2 separate regions of the Mus musculus genome follow, and region 1 is linked to region 2. A link is a contact called in public HiChIP or PLAC-seq data. All regions are on one chromosome and are shown on one strand. Each heading gives the region's core, a stretch centred on a gene start, on an enhancer-like site or on the middle of the called end of the contact. The rest is flanking DNA. Distances are from core to core; before and after follow the strand shown. Region 1 overlaps Phactr4 (phosphatase and actin regulator 4). Region 2 holds the start of Snhg3 (small nucleolar RNA host gene 3).

Region 1 (7,636 bases), core at 862-3,361, 35 kb before region 2:
GAACTCTACAGTTATCTACAAACCACTGTGCACACACACCTACACATAATTTTACATTTTTATTAAAGGATTGGAGAGATGACTCAGTGGTTAAGAACACTGGTTGCTCTTTCAGAGAACCAAGATTCAATTCCTAGCACTCTCAACGGGGCTTACAACTGTCTGTAACTTCAGTCCCAGCAGATATGACATTATTTTTCTAGACACCCCCTGGGCACCAGGCACACACATGGTGCACAGACATACATGGAAGTAAAATACCCTTACATACTAATTCCTTAAATTTTTGTTTTTGTTTTTTTGAGACAAGTTTTCTCTGTGTAGCCCTGGCTGTCCTGGAACTTACTTTGTAGACCAGGCTGTCCTCAAACTCAAAGATAAGCCTTACTCTGCCTCCTGAGTGCTGGGATTAAAGGCATGCACCACCATACTTGGCTCTTAATTTTTTTTTTAAAGTGGAAAACATAATTAAATTTGTAATTATCCAACAGAGTAAGACCTTGTCACACAAAACAGCGACAAATGACTTTGCTAACTAGAGCTTTTACTGTCCCTCTCCCAGCAGTTGCTAGAACAAGGACACAACGCACCGACACGGTGTTGTGTAACACAGTGAACTGACTTGAGCTGACTGGCACATTTGGACCACTACACTACACCCAAGCATACACAGTATACATTGTTACAGGTTTGTCTCTTTTGAGACAAGGCTTGCTATATACATAATCTATGCTGCCCTCAAACTTGTAATCCTTCCCATAGTGATACTGCTGTGATGATAAGTCTGAGCCAGTGCGTCCTGCCATGATACATTTTGTGTATTATTTTAATTTTAAAAATGACTTGTTTTGTGTGTATGTGTATTTTCCCTGTATGTTTGTATATGTACTGTGTGCATGCCTAATGCCTATCGAGGTCAAAAGAGGGCATCTGAGCCTCTGGAACTAGAGTTGTACACTATGTAGGTGCTGGGACTTGAACCTTGGTCCTCTGCAAAAGCAATGAAAATTTTTTTAATTAATTAACTTATTTGTATATATGTGAGTATATTGTTGTGATATCTTCAGACACACCAGAAGAGGGCATAGGATCCCATTACAGACGGTTGTGAGTCACCATGTGGTTGCTGGGAATTGAACTCAGGGCCTCTGGAAGTACAGCATCTCTCCAGCCCCTCAATGAAGTATTTTTAACTGCTGAGCCATCTCTCTAGCTCCTTATTATTTTATTTATTATCAGTGTGAGTGTATGATGTGTTTGGGATTGGGAGTCAGTTTTCTCCTTCAATTGGATAGCAAACTTGGTGGACAGGGACCCCTGGATATTTAGGGTTTTTTTCTTTTGTGGTGCTTAGCTGTTTGCAGAACCTCATGCCAGTGCCACACTCATAGGCGCTCCTCAGCCCTGCCCTTGTGTTTTTGAGACAGGGTCTCACTATGCATCTTATGCTGTCCTGGAACGTTTGATCCTCCTGCTTTTGCCTCCTGGTGCTAAGATTATAGGCGTATGCCATCACACCTGACTGAGAGTTTTAAAAGGATTCATGGCCCCACTTCCTGCAGATCCTGTATATTATAAAGGCAGTTGGGCTGATTCTAAATATTTGGACAGACATGTGAGTCAGTGAAATAATATGCAGTTTGTCATTGAGACTAGGGAGTGGAGAGGAGGAGGAGCAGAGATGTGAGTGAAGCCGGATGTGGTGGCTCACACCTGTCATCTCAGCATTTGAGAACAAGACCATGGAGGTTCTGGGGTTCAAGGTTATCTTCAGCTACAAATAAATTCAACGTCATCCTGAGCTACTTAAGATCCAGGTTTTAAATTTTGCTTAAAACAAGCAAAAATAAAAATACAAAGATAGATAAATAATTAAATGTTAATATGAATGAATGAATTGGAAAATATCAAGGTTCTGTTCTTCTAAAACATTTGACAAAATTAGATACTTATGAAGAGAGAAGCAAAGGAGACCCTGTTCCTGCTGGGCACTCGGGAGGCAGAGACAGGCAGGTCCCTGAGTTTGAGGCCAGCTTGGTTTACAGAGAACACTTTCTTTTTCACTTTCTGTATTTAGTGATATGTTCAGTGACCTGCTTTATACAAAGCAAAATGAGAATGTGTGTGGGTGTGTGTGTGCGAGTGTGTGTGCATGTTTCAATTGGGTTTAAACCTAGAGCCACATACATGCTTTGGAAACTTGAGGTACATCCCTACTCCTTGTCGTTGTGAATCCTTGAAAGAAAGATGACATATAAATATATTGTTCAACATAATGAAGTTTTTTTGGTTTTTTTTTGAGTGGGGGGGTTTCGAGACAGGGTTTCTCTGTATAGCCCTAGATGTCCTGGAACTCACTTTGTAGACCAGGCTGGCCTCGAACTCAGAAATCCGCCTGCCTCTGCCTCCCGAGTGCTGGGTTTAAAGGCATGCGCCACCACGCCCGGCTCATAATGAAGTTTTAAAAGCATCAAATTAAATTTTAATTTGGAACGCAGTTAGTGGATCTCTGTAAATTTGAGTTTGAGGCCAGCCTGGTCTACAGAGACTGTTCTAGGACACCCAGAGCCATACAGAGAAACCCTCCCTCACATAAAGGAAAACGGAAAAGGAAGTGATTAGCTATGATTTTTAAGCAGCAGAAGAGGCTAAGTGACGGATGATACTTTGTTGAGAGGCTTTCAGGCAGGAGCTTCTCTGTGCTGCTAAAATGTTGGCTGCTTTTCTTTATGATCTTTTCTTTAACATTTTCAGTCCAATTAAAACTTTAGGTGTAGTTTTCCTTTCTTCAGTCAAATAACATTTTCTGATTATTTCCTGGAATGCCTGTAGATGTGCTAACAGGAGATTTACAGGAGTCATATGTGGAGGCACACACCTGTAATTCCAGCACTTAAGAGGTTAAGGCGGGAGGATCACACATTCAAGACCAGACCTAGCAATCCATTGTCTCAAAAAACCTAAACCAGCCCCAAGATGCCTCCTAGGTAACGGTGCTGGAAGCCACTCTTGATGATCTGGTTCAGTCCTGGGGCCCATGCAGTGGAAGCAGAGGAGTGAGCTGCGTCTCTCTCCTCCACGGATGCTCTGTCTGTGTGCTCCTCCCCTGCCTCCACACCCACACAGATGCACAGAAGCTAAATTTAAAAAAAAAAAAATGTAATTGAAAGAAAACAGTAACACAAAGCTACAGTGTCAAAAGGAGATCATTGTGTTCAGTACAAGTGTCAGACTTTTCCTGCCTCCAACATTGTTGCTGCTAGTGGGAAGGGAAGTGCGATTCTGTGATGCAGCAAGCACCTTAACCCCAGGAGTAGGCCACAGAGCCTTTCCTTACCCCTAGATGGCTCCTGAGGCCCCTGGGACAGTGGGTGGGGCGCAGGCTGCATTGTACTGCCTTCCTGCATTTTTGTTATTGCTGCCTTCCTGCTCTACCTTCAAAGCTAACTAAGCCCTGCACATGTGTCATTATGAGGGTCTCGAGACCTTTGACCTCAGTCGTGAACGTGTAGCATGTCACCTATGTTATAGATCCTTACTATCAGGATGTCCCTAAGTAATACTGTGACAGGCAGTAGAACCTCACCTCCACTCTTCCAACTCCTTCCATGTCAGGGCATCTTCTCTAACGCCCTGTCCCCACCTCGTCTCCCAATCTTCCACAGTTATGCAGCGCTCTTTGTGTGTGGGGAGAAAAATGTGATACACAGACACAAGGTGTGAACACTTGATGACTTGCCTGTCCCTGAGTTACTTGAATCGTGGGAATTGCTGAGAGGGTAATATTTAACAGCGATCCCCTCAGTCTCCGGAGGGAGTCCTTGCTTCAGTGATACAGAGCTTATACTGTATTGTGTATGCTAATGATGTCGGCTTGATTCTAGCATCTCCCTAAATTTTCCTCTTAAATGGCTTCTTTAGTGATTTAAGTTTGAGTTTGGGCCTTTGTCCATGTAATGTCCGGAGTGTGACTGTCTGCGTGATTGTCATTGCTCTGATTCTTTCCGACTGCTACAGGAAGAGGGGACATTTTTAGAGGCTATATAAGGATAATAAATTGGCTGTCCCTTCCCGTTCCTCTCCATGAACAGAAGAAGCAGAGCAGCCCTCTGGAGACCCAGGCATGGGCATGGACAGTGTGGAAGCAGGGGACACAACACCTCCCACCAAAAGGAAAAGCAAGTTCTCAGCGTTAGGCAAGATCTTCAAGCCGTGGAAATGGAGGAAAAAAAAAAGCAGTGATAAGTTCAAAGAGACATCAGAAGGTAAGGTACTAAGATTTAAATGTTCTGAGGAGCGAGGGGGGTGCCCACCTAGTTTGAGCAAAGCCCTGGGCTCTTCCCCGATTGCAGAGAACCTGGTGTGCTTGTGCTCTGCAGCTGACCCCACAGAGGGGAGGCGCAGAGATAAAAGGATCAGAAGTTCAAGGTCCTTTTTAGTTAGACATTGAGTTTCAGGCCAACCCGGGCACCAGGAGATCTTGTCTCTAAACAAACAAACAAACAAACAAACAACTAAACAAGGCTTCTATTTTTTTTAAATATTTATTTATTGTTATATGTAAGTATACTGTTGTTGTCTTCAGACACACCAGAAAAGGGCATCAGATCTCATTATGGATGGTTGTGAGCCACCATGTGGTTGCTGGGATTTGAACGCAGGACCTTTGGGAGAGCAGTCGGTGCTCTTAACCGCTGAGCCATCTCGCCAGCCCAAGGCTTCTATTTTTAAGAGTTCCTCATTTGGGCTAAGGAGGTGACTAAGCAGGTAAAGTGCTTGATAGAAACACGAGGACCTCAGTTGGAACCTGCAGGACGCACGTAAAGCCAGCTGCACACACACTGTTGTAATGCAGTGCTTCTGTGGGGCGATGAAAAGATAGGACAGAAAATCCCCAGAGGCCTAAGGGCCAGCTGGTGTGCAGCAACCAACCGAGAGCCTGTCTCAGCCAAAGAGATGAGCCAGAGCTTACTGACCTCCACAATCATCCCATGTCATGCGTGTGCCCAGTGTGCTTGCACACAGGTACATACACGTTGTACATATGCATAAAAAAGAATAATTCCCTGAGTTAGTTGGGCTTGGTGATACAGGCTGTAAATCCCAGCACTTGGAAGATGCAGACTGGAAGAGCCAAGAGTTTAAGGTTATCCTTGGCCACACAGGAAACTCAAAGTCAGCCTGGAAACAATAACAACAAAAGCACTCGTGGGTTCCATTGACTGATGGATTATTTGACTGATTTACCAGATGGGATCCTGTAGCACAGGGCTTGCTTGTATTCTTGACATAGCAAGAATGATCTTGAACTTGTGATTTTCCTGCCTAGCACTAGGATTGAAGGAATGTGCTGTGTCTGGTTTATATAATGCTAGAGCTGGAACTAGGGCTTTGTGCTTGGAAGGTACACACTCTACCAAACGAATTTCCTATTTTAGAAGTACCCCTCTTTTCTTTTTTTTTTTTTTTTTTTTCCGAGACAGGGTTTCTCTGTATAGCTCTGGCTGTCCTAGAACTCACTTTGTAGACCAGGCTGGCCTCGAACTCAGAAATCCGCATGCCTCTGCCTCCCGAGTGCTGGGATTAAAGGCGTGCTCCACCACGACCGGCCGCACCCCACTTTTCACATCTCCCTAAATGTCTATAACCTCCTACTTGAGAGTTCAGTTGTTTAGAATTTAGACAGATAAATAGTCCTTCATTGATGATTAAACCTGTAAGGTGTGACACATGTTGGACAAGTGACCTACCACTGACCTACACCCCCAGCCACTTTCTTTTTCTGTTTTTTATTTATTTATTTATTTATTTATTATGAGTACATTTTAGCTGTACTGATGGTTGTGAGCTATCATGTGGTTGCTGGGAATTGAATTCAGGACCTCTGTTTGCTCCGGTAGGCCACGCTCACTCCGGCCCAAAGATTTATTTATTACTATAAGTACACTGTAGCTGTCTTCAGACACATCAGAAGTGGGCATCAGATCTCATTATGGATGGTTGTGAGCTACCATGTGGTTGCTGGGATCTGACCTTTGGGAGAGCAGTCAGTGCTCTTAACTGCTGAGCCCTCTCTCCAGCCCAGTGCTGCTGTTTTTTAAACTACAATTTGTTTGCTTGTTTGTTGAGTCAGGTCCCAGCACAGGGGAGTTCTAATTTACAGTCCGTTCTCTCCTTCTACTGTGGGTTCCAGGAATCAAACTCCATCTCTCAGGGGTGGCACCGTCTACCTTTACCCATTGAGCCATCTTGCTGGCCCCGTCTAGTTTTCATTTTGATGCAGGTTCTTACCAGGTTACACAGACTGCCTGAACCCGTGATAATCCTCCTGCCTCTCAGCTTTTGGAATAATTGAAACTTACAGGCCTGTTTCAGCAAGCCTGGCTGACACTTAGCATTCCGTAGCCTCATTCCCAGGTTGGTATTTTGATGGGTTTAAAGCTGTTCAGTAAAGACAAACTTAGTGCTGCACACTAAGGAACATAGGAAGGTCTAGCCTGGGGGGCTACGTGAGTTCTAGGCTAGTCAGAGCTACATTGTAAGACCCTCTCTCAAAAATAAATATAAAGCCAGGCGTGGTGGCGCACGCCTTTAATCCCAGCACTCGGGAGGCAGAGGCAGACAGATTTCTGAGTTCGAGGCCAGCCTGGTCTACAAAGTGAGTTCCAGGACAGCCAGGGCTATACAGAGAAACCCTGTCTCAGAAAACCAAATAAATAAATAAATAAATAAATAAATAAATAAATAAATAAATAAATAACAGGAACGGGTCTCAGAAAACCAAATAAATAAATAAATAAATAAATAAATAAATAAATAACAGGAACGGCTGGAGAGATGGCTTAGCAGTTAAAAGCACAGACTACTCTTCCGGAGGTCCTGAGTTCAATTCCCAGCAACCACATGGTGGCTCACAACCATCTGTAATGGGATCTGATGCCCTCTTCTGGTGTGTCTGAAGACAGTGACAGTGTACCCATACACATGAAATAAAATAAGAAAACAAAAACAGAAGAAAAATAAAAACAGGAACAGATGGGAATACTCGGTGAGGCTCCAGCCTCACTGTACAGTTCTTAGTGCTTCCTTTCTGCTTAGCCCACTTGCCATCAGCACGGCTCATCTGTAACTCCTTACTGCTGTGCCCTAGTTAAGCTGCAGTCATGTGAGTACAGCTTCCTTGGGAACTAGTACTTTCTCTGGAGATCGGGCTGATCTCAAACTCACAGAGGTCCACCTGCCTCTACCTCCCAAGTGCTAGGATTAGGGCATGCGCCACCGGTGCCTGCCTTGTTTGTTTTTTATATCTAGTTCTCGGTGTGGAACCCAGGGCCTTGGACATGCTGGGCAATCATGACTGTCAATGTAACTCCCAGCTCCAGCAAAGCATTTTGTTTTGTTTGGTCAGAGCCTTGTTGCCCTGGCTGGCCTAACACTGTACAGAATGTGCTGGCCTCCAGCGTGGCAGGCTTTCTCAGCCTCTTGGTCTCAGATGGGAATATGTGTTTTGTTTGAGGCAGTCTGTGTAGCCCGTGCTAATCTAAACCTTACTATGTAGATAAGGCTGTGCTGGGACTGATCCTCCTGCCTCCACCTCCCAAGTGCTAGTACTACAGGCATGTGGGACCACTCTCAG
Region 2 (7,482 bases), core at 665-3,164:
CAAAGTGTTCCCGGTGGGTGCTTCTGAAGCCAAGAAGGGTCAGAAGTTCAAGGTCATCTTGAATAATATAACAAATTCAAAGCCAGCCAGCATAGCCCAGGGTATATGATATTCATTCCCCGGCCCCTCTCTCTAAATTGCAGAGAGAGGAGTATTGGGAACCCCCTATGTCTGGTAACTCCACTAGGTGCCTCACCTGCCTAACCACTCCCCACCCTGTCTGGAAAATGAGATTGTGTAGGTCAGGGTTGGTTTTTTTTTTTTTGTTTTTTGTTTGTTTGGTTGGTTGGTTTTGGTTTTTCGAGACAGGGTTTCTCTGTATATCCCTGGCTGTCCTAGAACTCACTTTGTAGACCAGGCTGGCTTCGAATTCAGAAATCCGCCTGTCTCTGCCTCCGGAGTGCTGAGATTAAAGGCATGCGCCACCACTCACGGCTGTTTTTTTTTGTTGTTTTGTTTTTTTTTGTTTTTGTTTTTTTGTTTTAAAGGTCAAGACAAATACTATATATATATATATATATATTTTTTTTTTTTTTTGTTTTTGTTTTTGTTTTTGTTTTTTTGAGACAGGGTTTCTCTGTGTAGCCCTGGCTGTCCTGGCACTCACTTTGTAGACCAGGCTGGCTTTGAACTCAGAAATCTGCCTGCCTCTGCCTCGAGAGTGCTGGGATTAAAGGCATGTGCCACCACGCCCAGCTGACAAATGCCATTTTTACATATGTTTGAGAACAAGGAGTTTCAACAGTCCCTTACAAGGATTAACTCAATATGGCCCACAGCTGAATGAACCTCAGGTTGGTGTCACCAGGCTGGTGTCACCAGAGTGGCTGGTACTGCCTGTCCTCTCTGGCAGGCTGCCCAGTTTCTGCCCAGGGCACCTCAGCAGTGACTCATTTGCTGCTTGGCACTTGGCACATTACCCTTCCCTAAGCGTGAAAAGAAACCAGTAGTCAGAACTTTTTGTTGGATGTTTCTCTGATCCCATGTTCCCGTGGTCCAGATTATTAGGTCTCCCCTTGTTCCTGCAGCTTTGGGGTTAAAACATCTCCAGAAGGTTGTTCTGAAGGTTCACACTGCCCACTGTTTTTCGTGGAGAGAGACTGAGGTCTGAAAAACCATGTCAGAAAGGAGAGGGCAGAGCCAACAAGATGGCTCAATGGGAGCTGGGTGTGGTGACGCACGCCTTTGATCCCAGCACTCTGGAGGCAGAGGCAGGCGGGTTTCTGAGTTCGAGGCCAGCCTGGTGTACAAAGAGTTCCAGGACAGCCAGGGCTATACAGAGAAACCCTGACTCAAAAAACAAAACAGAAAAACCTACACCATCACGCCCAGACAGCCATTCTTTCAAATAAATATTTCACAACAACATTCATCAGGCTTAATTTCATGTCTTAAAAATCTGGGAAACAGCATTAGTGTTTTGTTTTTGTTTTTTCGAGACAGGGTTTCTCTGTGTGGCCCTGGATGACCTGGAACTCACTCTGTAGACCAGGCTGGCCTTAAATTCAGAAATCCGCCTGCCTCTGCCTCCTGAGTGCTAGGACTAAAGGCGTGCGCCACCCTCCCGCCTTCAACCAGGAATCTTAACCACTAAGCCACCTCTCAGGCCCCCTCCATGGGAAGTTTTTAATTGTAGCATCTATGTTCTGTATCAACTGTTCCTTCCACAAACAAAGTAGATTCAAACTCTGGAATCTAGAAAATATTTCTCTAGGCTTTTTTTTTTTTTTTCATTTTGCATATACCAGTGTATCCAGGCCGAGAGGACAAACCTCACAAGCTCAACAATTTCACGCTAAGACCGCCAACACCTTAGTAGGGTAAAAGTTCTCGATCCCATCAGCCTTAGCGCATTTCCAATGCTTCTAAGTGAGCGTAACCCTGCGCAGGCGCAGGCATAGTCGACCACGCCTGACTTCCGGGCGTTACTTAAGGTATAAATATGGCTGCGTCGGCGCGGGTCTGTCTCTCTAGGCGTCGCTCTCTTGGTGTGCTTGTTCTTGGTGAGTACAGTGCGCTGCTCTCGGCTGCTGAGGGTTTGCCCGCGCGGTCCCGCACGGGCTCCGCAGACAGGCAGGGTCGCGGCTGGGCGGACCCGGTGTGGGAGGCCGGGCTCACTAGCCGAGCATGGCGTGAGGTCACGCGCCTCCGAGCCCAGTAACCGTTTTCTTTCGGGGATCCCAACGCTCGCAGGATTATTGCCTGGGAGACTGAGTTGGTCTACGCACTTTCCTTTAATGTTCACTTTAAGAGGACAGGGTCTTTGGTTCCTGCCTTGTGATTTGAAGTGTTAGCCGCCTTCCAGCGTTCGGTTTTAACTTAATCATTTCGCCTTGCTTCCCAGTTATACTTTCTCTTCACCTTGTAACGGGATTTCTGCAGTTTTTTGTTCATTAATCTCCCATTTTTCAGAGGACCCTTTTTTAGGTAGATAATTTCTGGATAGTTTGGTTCCGATGGGGGTGTTGTGTTCTGTTTGCTTCAAGATCTGAAAAGGTGGCTGAAGTCTGTAGTCACAGCACTCTGGAGACAGGCGTTTTTGGGGTTTTTCCTCCAGCTGGAGGTCTGGCAAAAGGACCCTGTGGCATTTTGTCAAAAAAAAAGACATTACCATGACTATCCGACGTGGATATCCCGGGAGGTCACTCTCCCCGGGCTCTGTCCTAGTGGCGAGCGGGAGCTTAGGGCATTGCCCGGTGATGTACAGTCCCTTTCCACAACGTTGGAGATAAAGCTGGGCTTTCGAGTCTGCGCCTGCATATTCCTACGACTTCTCAGAGTCCTGTGGACCATGACTGAGGAGACAAACCATGCAGGAAACAGTTTTTTAAGTCATGCAATCTGGGGGTGCGTCCGAGTACTCTAAGGGTTTAACTTACTGATTAAAGTCTTCTCTTGCAGACCCGGTCAATGATTTCAGGTACTTTGTTGATGGAGGTACGTTCACCCTGAGGCTGGCTTAGTGCTTTCTGCTCCATGTGTACGTTATTAGTGATATACACTGTGTGTGTGGGGGGGGGGGGTGTAGTCGCCTGTTGAAGTTGACTAAACGTTTGGGTGCTAACCAGACATTCCAACGTGGATATCCCGGGAGGTCACTCTCCCCGGGCTCTGTCCTAGTGGCGAACGGGAGCTTAGGGCATTGCCCGGTGATGTACAGTCCCTTTCCACAACGTTGGAGATGAAGCTGGGCTTTCGAGTCTGCGCCTGCATATTCCTACGACTTCTCAGAGTCCCGTGGACCATGACTGAGGAGACAAACCATGCAGGAAACAAAAATTTAAATTCCTAAGGCTTTTGGTATGTCAACTTTAGGAACCTGATGTTTGTGTTGTTTTTTTTTTCCCCTCTTCCAGGAAAGAAGAGAATCAGCGGGGGCACCTACTGAATAGTTATTATATACAGCGTGCTAAAATTTTGTCTGTTACAGCCTCGGCCATTAGAAGCTGGGGCAAGCTTTTCTGCCTACTTAACTCTGGTAAATACATTTCTTTTGATAGGTTATGTCTAGATTTGAGAACCTTCACCATGGTTCTCATTTTTTGAGGTCCCAACAGGTTTCCCCCAGACCATATTATATAAACCATATATGTCATTTTTCTGTTCCCACATTCTCTGTAAGATTATTGTCATAAGTTAAAATCTGAATTAAAGCATTTGAATGTCTTTTCCTGTGATTTAATGTGTGTGTGTGAGCAGAAGGCTGCAGGTGGGTCAGGATAAACCCTGAGTGAGTGCTTGGTCCCTCCAAATACTAAGATTGTTCCTTCCTCTGCTCTGGAGTGTGAGATAGGAAACTGGTCGAATGGATGAGTTATGTGGGAAGTTAGTCCCAAGCAGTTCAACATGGATAGGCCTAACAGGGGCCTTATGATATGAGGTAGACTGGTCCCTAGGTCATAATGGAAAATTGATGACTCTGCTGCCTGCCTTGATCATGGAAAAGTTAAGACCCTCAGTGATGGGGCCACTGGGGAGATACCTTGAAGGTAGGCCTTAGAGATGCTGTGTTTCCCTGTTCTTGAAAATGGGTGTGAGAATTGGTGGCCTCTGGGGTTGGGGAGTGTTTGCACTTAGACCAGAAGGGATGTGAAGCAAAATGGAGCTGCAAGACTGGCTAGTGGAGCCCCTAGGTCTACTTTTTTTTAAAAGAATGATTTATTATATGAAAGTACACTGTAGCTGTCTTCAGACATCCCATAAAAGGGCATCAGATACCATTTAGGTTGTGAGCTACTACATGGTTGCTAGGATTTGAACTCAGGACCTTCAGAAGAGCTGCTCTTGCCTGCTGAACCATCTTGCCAGCCCAGACCTCTGATTTTTAAAGTAAAAAGCCATTTCACCTGCCCTTGTTTCTTGTACCTGGTCTTCCAGGTACAGCAGAAATTTCTGCCTGTGTTTCTTCACTTGTGATGAGCTGCCTGCCACTACCATGGCCAAGTGCTTCAGAGTGTTATTTCTTCCCTTGTGCAAGTACCCTTGATTGCCAAAATTTAATGGTTGTTTTGGTGACCTTCAGATGTCCTACCCATGTATACAACATGCTTACAATTCACTGTTTGACACAGGGCTGGGAGTATAGCTTAGTGCTTGCCTAGAGTGCGCGATGCCCTAAATTAGTAGGAAAGATTAGTTCCTAAACTCTAGAGCAGACCTGTCAAATTTAAAGCCTTCTAGGTTTACATGGTGAAATTCTGCAAAAGATAGGGAATCTTAGCAGTCGTAATTGGTACACACCTAACTGGATAGAGTGGGTGGGATGGCTCAGCAGTAAAGAGCACAGAACTATAAATGTCTAGTTCTATAATAAACTATAATAGCCTGTGTAGTCCTGACCTGGAACTCTAGACCAGGCTGGCTTCAAACTCCCATCTGCCTCCTAAGTGCTGGAATTAAAGGTGTGCCACACTACTACCCAGTCATATACAAGGTCTTATAAGAATAATGGGGTTGGGAATGGTTCAATGGTTAGAGCACCTACTACAGTATCCATGTAACATCCTGGCTTCCTGAACGCAGGTATGTATCGGGACAGTATGTACACAAGTATTTAACAAAAATGATTGGTGGGGATCTGAGCTAGCTTAAAAGTTAGGACACTAGTCTGGCATCTGAGAGGCCCTGAGTTCAAGTCCCAATGTTGACATTAAGTTGATAGCTCAACCCTAAACAGAAACAAGGTCCCAAAACCCCTCTAATGACTGACAACTTCTGGGACTCTCCTTTTTGTCTTTCAACACAGGGTTTCTTTGTGTAGCTTTGCTATCCTGGAGTTCCTTCTGTAGACCAGGCTGCTCTAGACCTCAGATTTGCCCCCCTGTGCCTCCCTCATTCAGGGATTAAGGTCCTGCACTGCTAACACTGGGCTGATTTCCCCCATTTTCTCAAGATTTATTATTTTATAAAGGCTTTTTAAATATATAATTTGTGCATCAGTGTTTTGCCTCTATAACTATGAAAGTGTCAGGTCCCCTGGAACTAGAGTTAGATGCTTGTGAGCTGCCATGTGGGTGGTGCAGAAAATTGAACCTGGATCCCCTGGGAGAGTGCTCTCAATGGTTGAGGCATGTCTTCAGCCCCCTACTAACATGTGAATGACTCCTGTGTGTTTGTGTACCATGTGCATGGAATCCCCTAGAAATGGAGTTAGATGGTTAAGAGGCTGCTCTTTCAGAGAACTGGAGTTTGGTTCTCAGCCTCACATCTGTAACTGCCCCAGAAGCTTCAACACCCTATTCTGCAGTCTGCATGCACTGGGCCCTCATGCACAAACCCACACACAGACAGACATAGTTAAAAAGAAATGATTTGAGGGGACTGGAGAGATGGCTCAGTGGTTAAGAGCACTGCCTGCTCTTCCAGAGGTCCCAGCAACCACATGGTGGCTCACAACCATCTGCAATGAGATCTGACGCCCTCTAATGGTGTGTCTGAAGACAACTGCAGTGTACCTTTTTATAATAAGTAAATCTTTGGGCCGGAGTGAGCAGGGTTGACTGGAGCAAGCAGAGCGAGCAGAGGTCCTAAATAAAATTTCCAACAATCACATGAAGGTTCCCAACCATCTATACAGCTACAGTGTACCCATATGCATTAAATAAATAAACAAATCTTAAAAAGAAAGAAAGAAAGAAAGAAAGAAAGAAAGAAAGAAACGGTTTGAGGACTGGAGGGATGGTTCAGCCATTAAGAACACTGCCTGAGTTCAATTCCCACAGTGGTTGTGACTCAGGTTGAAGATCACTGATTTAAGCACGGTCTAATCTGGGAAAGGGTTAGTACATGGGCTTCTAGGAGCAGGCCCTTGCTTAATTGTCTTCACACACACACACAGCTGGGCTTCAAAAAGTCCCTTGAGAAATGGGAATGACCATGGGTGGTTCCTGGGGTGCACTGGATAAGATCATGACAGATAATACCCTATAAGTTTACTGTAAGTATTGAGATACCCAGAAAATGCACATCTGGGAAGGCAGTAGGGTGATACCCAAGTTCATATATGTGCAGACTTTAAGCATCATTCATTGCTTTTAAGTCCCCAACCTCACCCCATAAGATTTATGCATATGAGCACACTGTAGCTGTTCAGACACACCAGAAGAGGGCATCGGATCTCATTACAGATGGTTGTGAGCCGCCATGTGGTTACTGGGAATTGAACTCTGACCCTCTAGAAGAGCAGTCAGAGCTTTTAACTGCTGAGCCATCTCTCCAGCCCTGTTTTAAGTCTTTGTTTGTTTGTTTGTTTGTTTTTCAAGACAGGGTTTCTCTGTATAGCCCTGGCTGCCCTGGAACTCACTTTGTAGACCAGGCTGGCCTCGAACTCAGAAATCTGCCTGCCTCTGCCTCCGGAGTGCTGGGATTAAAGGCATGTGCCACCACGCCTGGCCCTGTTTTAAGTCTTACTTGGTCATATCTCTAAGACAACCTTCACACCAAATGTTTACTGGAATTCTTAGCTGGCAAGGGACTCCAGCAGGCTCTGGAATGAAGGGCTTCATCCTTTTAGTGTTTCCTGTCCTACTCCTGACGTAGTGTTACGGGTACATGGTAGCACACAACCATCTATAATGGAATCTGATAACCTCTTCTGACATGTAGACATACCTGCAGATAAAGCATTCATACATAAAATATATAAGTGGATTTTAAAAGTCAGTGAGAGCCGGGCATGGTGTCGCACGCCTTTAATCCCAGCACTCAGGAAGCAGAGGCAGGCAGATTTCTGAGCTCAAGGCCAGCCTGGTCTACAAAGTGAGTTCCAGGACAGCCAGGGCTACACAGAGAAACCCTGTCTGGAAAAACCAAAAACAAAATGAGATTGAGGGACAGAGGCTTGGTGCAGTCCTAGCACTGGGAAGCTGAAGCAATTAGGATTTGGAGTTTGAAGATAGCCCGAGGCTTTACCAAAACAATAAAAAAAAATCATTTATAAGGCAAGATCAGTGATGGGCCTTTTTCTATAATTACATTAAGCCA

Evidence for each region. HiChIP or PLAC-seq counts read pairs in DNA pulled down with a chosen protein or histone mark.
Region 1: an H3K27ac HiChIP or PLAC-seq map of CD8 T cells shows a contact between it and region 2, with 11 times the contacts expected there. The contact joins the enhancer-like site here to the promoter of Snhg3 in region 2. A contact is called at or near these places in 1 of 39 promoter capture datasets (embryonic stem cells), 1 of 15 datasets of contacts at CTCF or cohesin (CD8 T cells), 15 of 484 Hi-C or Micro-C datasets (the AML12 cell line, the C2C12 cell line, the G1E-ER4 cell line and 10 more), 13 of 115 datasets of contacts at active chromatin or transcription factors (CD8 T cells, the SCID.adh cell line, bone marrow-derived macrophages and 6 more) and 3 of 9 other capture datasets (adipose tissue, liver and pancreatic islet).

The regions. Positions count from the first base shown.
Region 1 is chr4:132,383,521-132,391,156 of GRCm38.p6, reverse strand. Phactr4 (phosphatase and actin regulator 4) reads left to right here. Exons shown (of 13, transcript NM_001161797.1): 3 at 4,092-4,265. Among named protein-coding and RNA genes, the nearest start is that of Snhg3, 34 kb to the right of the region's middle. Within about 2 kb of position 2,111, at least 33 of the 459 cell types and tissues checked have an H3K27ac peak or open chromatin away from gene starts, as enhancers often do. A contact at or near this core is called in the C2C12 cell line, CD8 T cells, the G1E-ER4 cell line and 3 more, where this site is marked.
Region 2 is chr4:132,348,118-132,355,599 of GRCm38.p6, reverse strand. It overlaps Snhg3 (small nucleolar RNA host gene 3), which reads left to right and starts at 1,914. Exons shown (of 3, transcript NR_003270.2): 1 at 1,914-2,003; 2 at 2,902-2,937; 3 at 3,357-3,667. Snora73b (small nucleolar RNA, H/ACA box 73b) reads left to right here and starts at 3,074; the gene lies at 3,074-3,278. Snora73a (small nucleolar RNA, H/ACA box 73a) reads left to right here and starts at 2,621; the gene lies at 2,621-2,825. RefSeq lists a cis regulatory region at 1,656-2,175.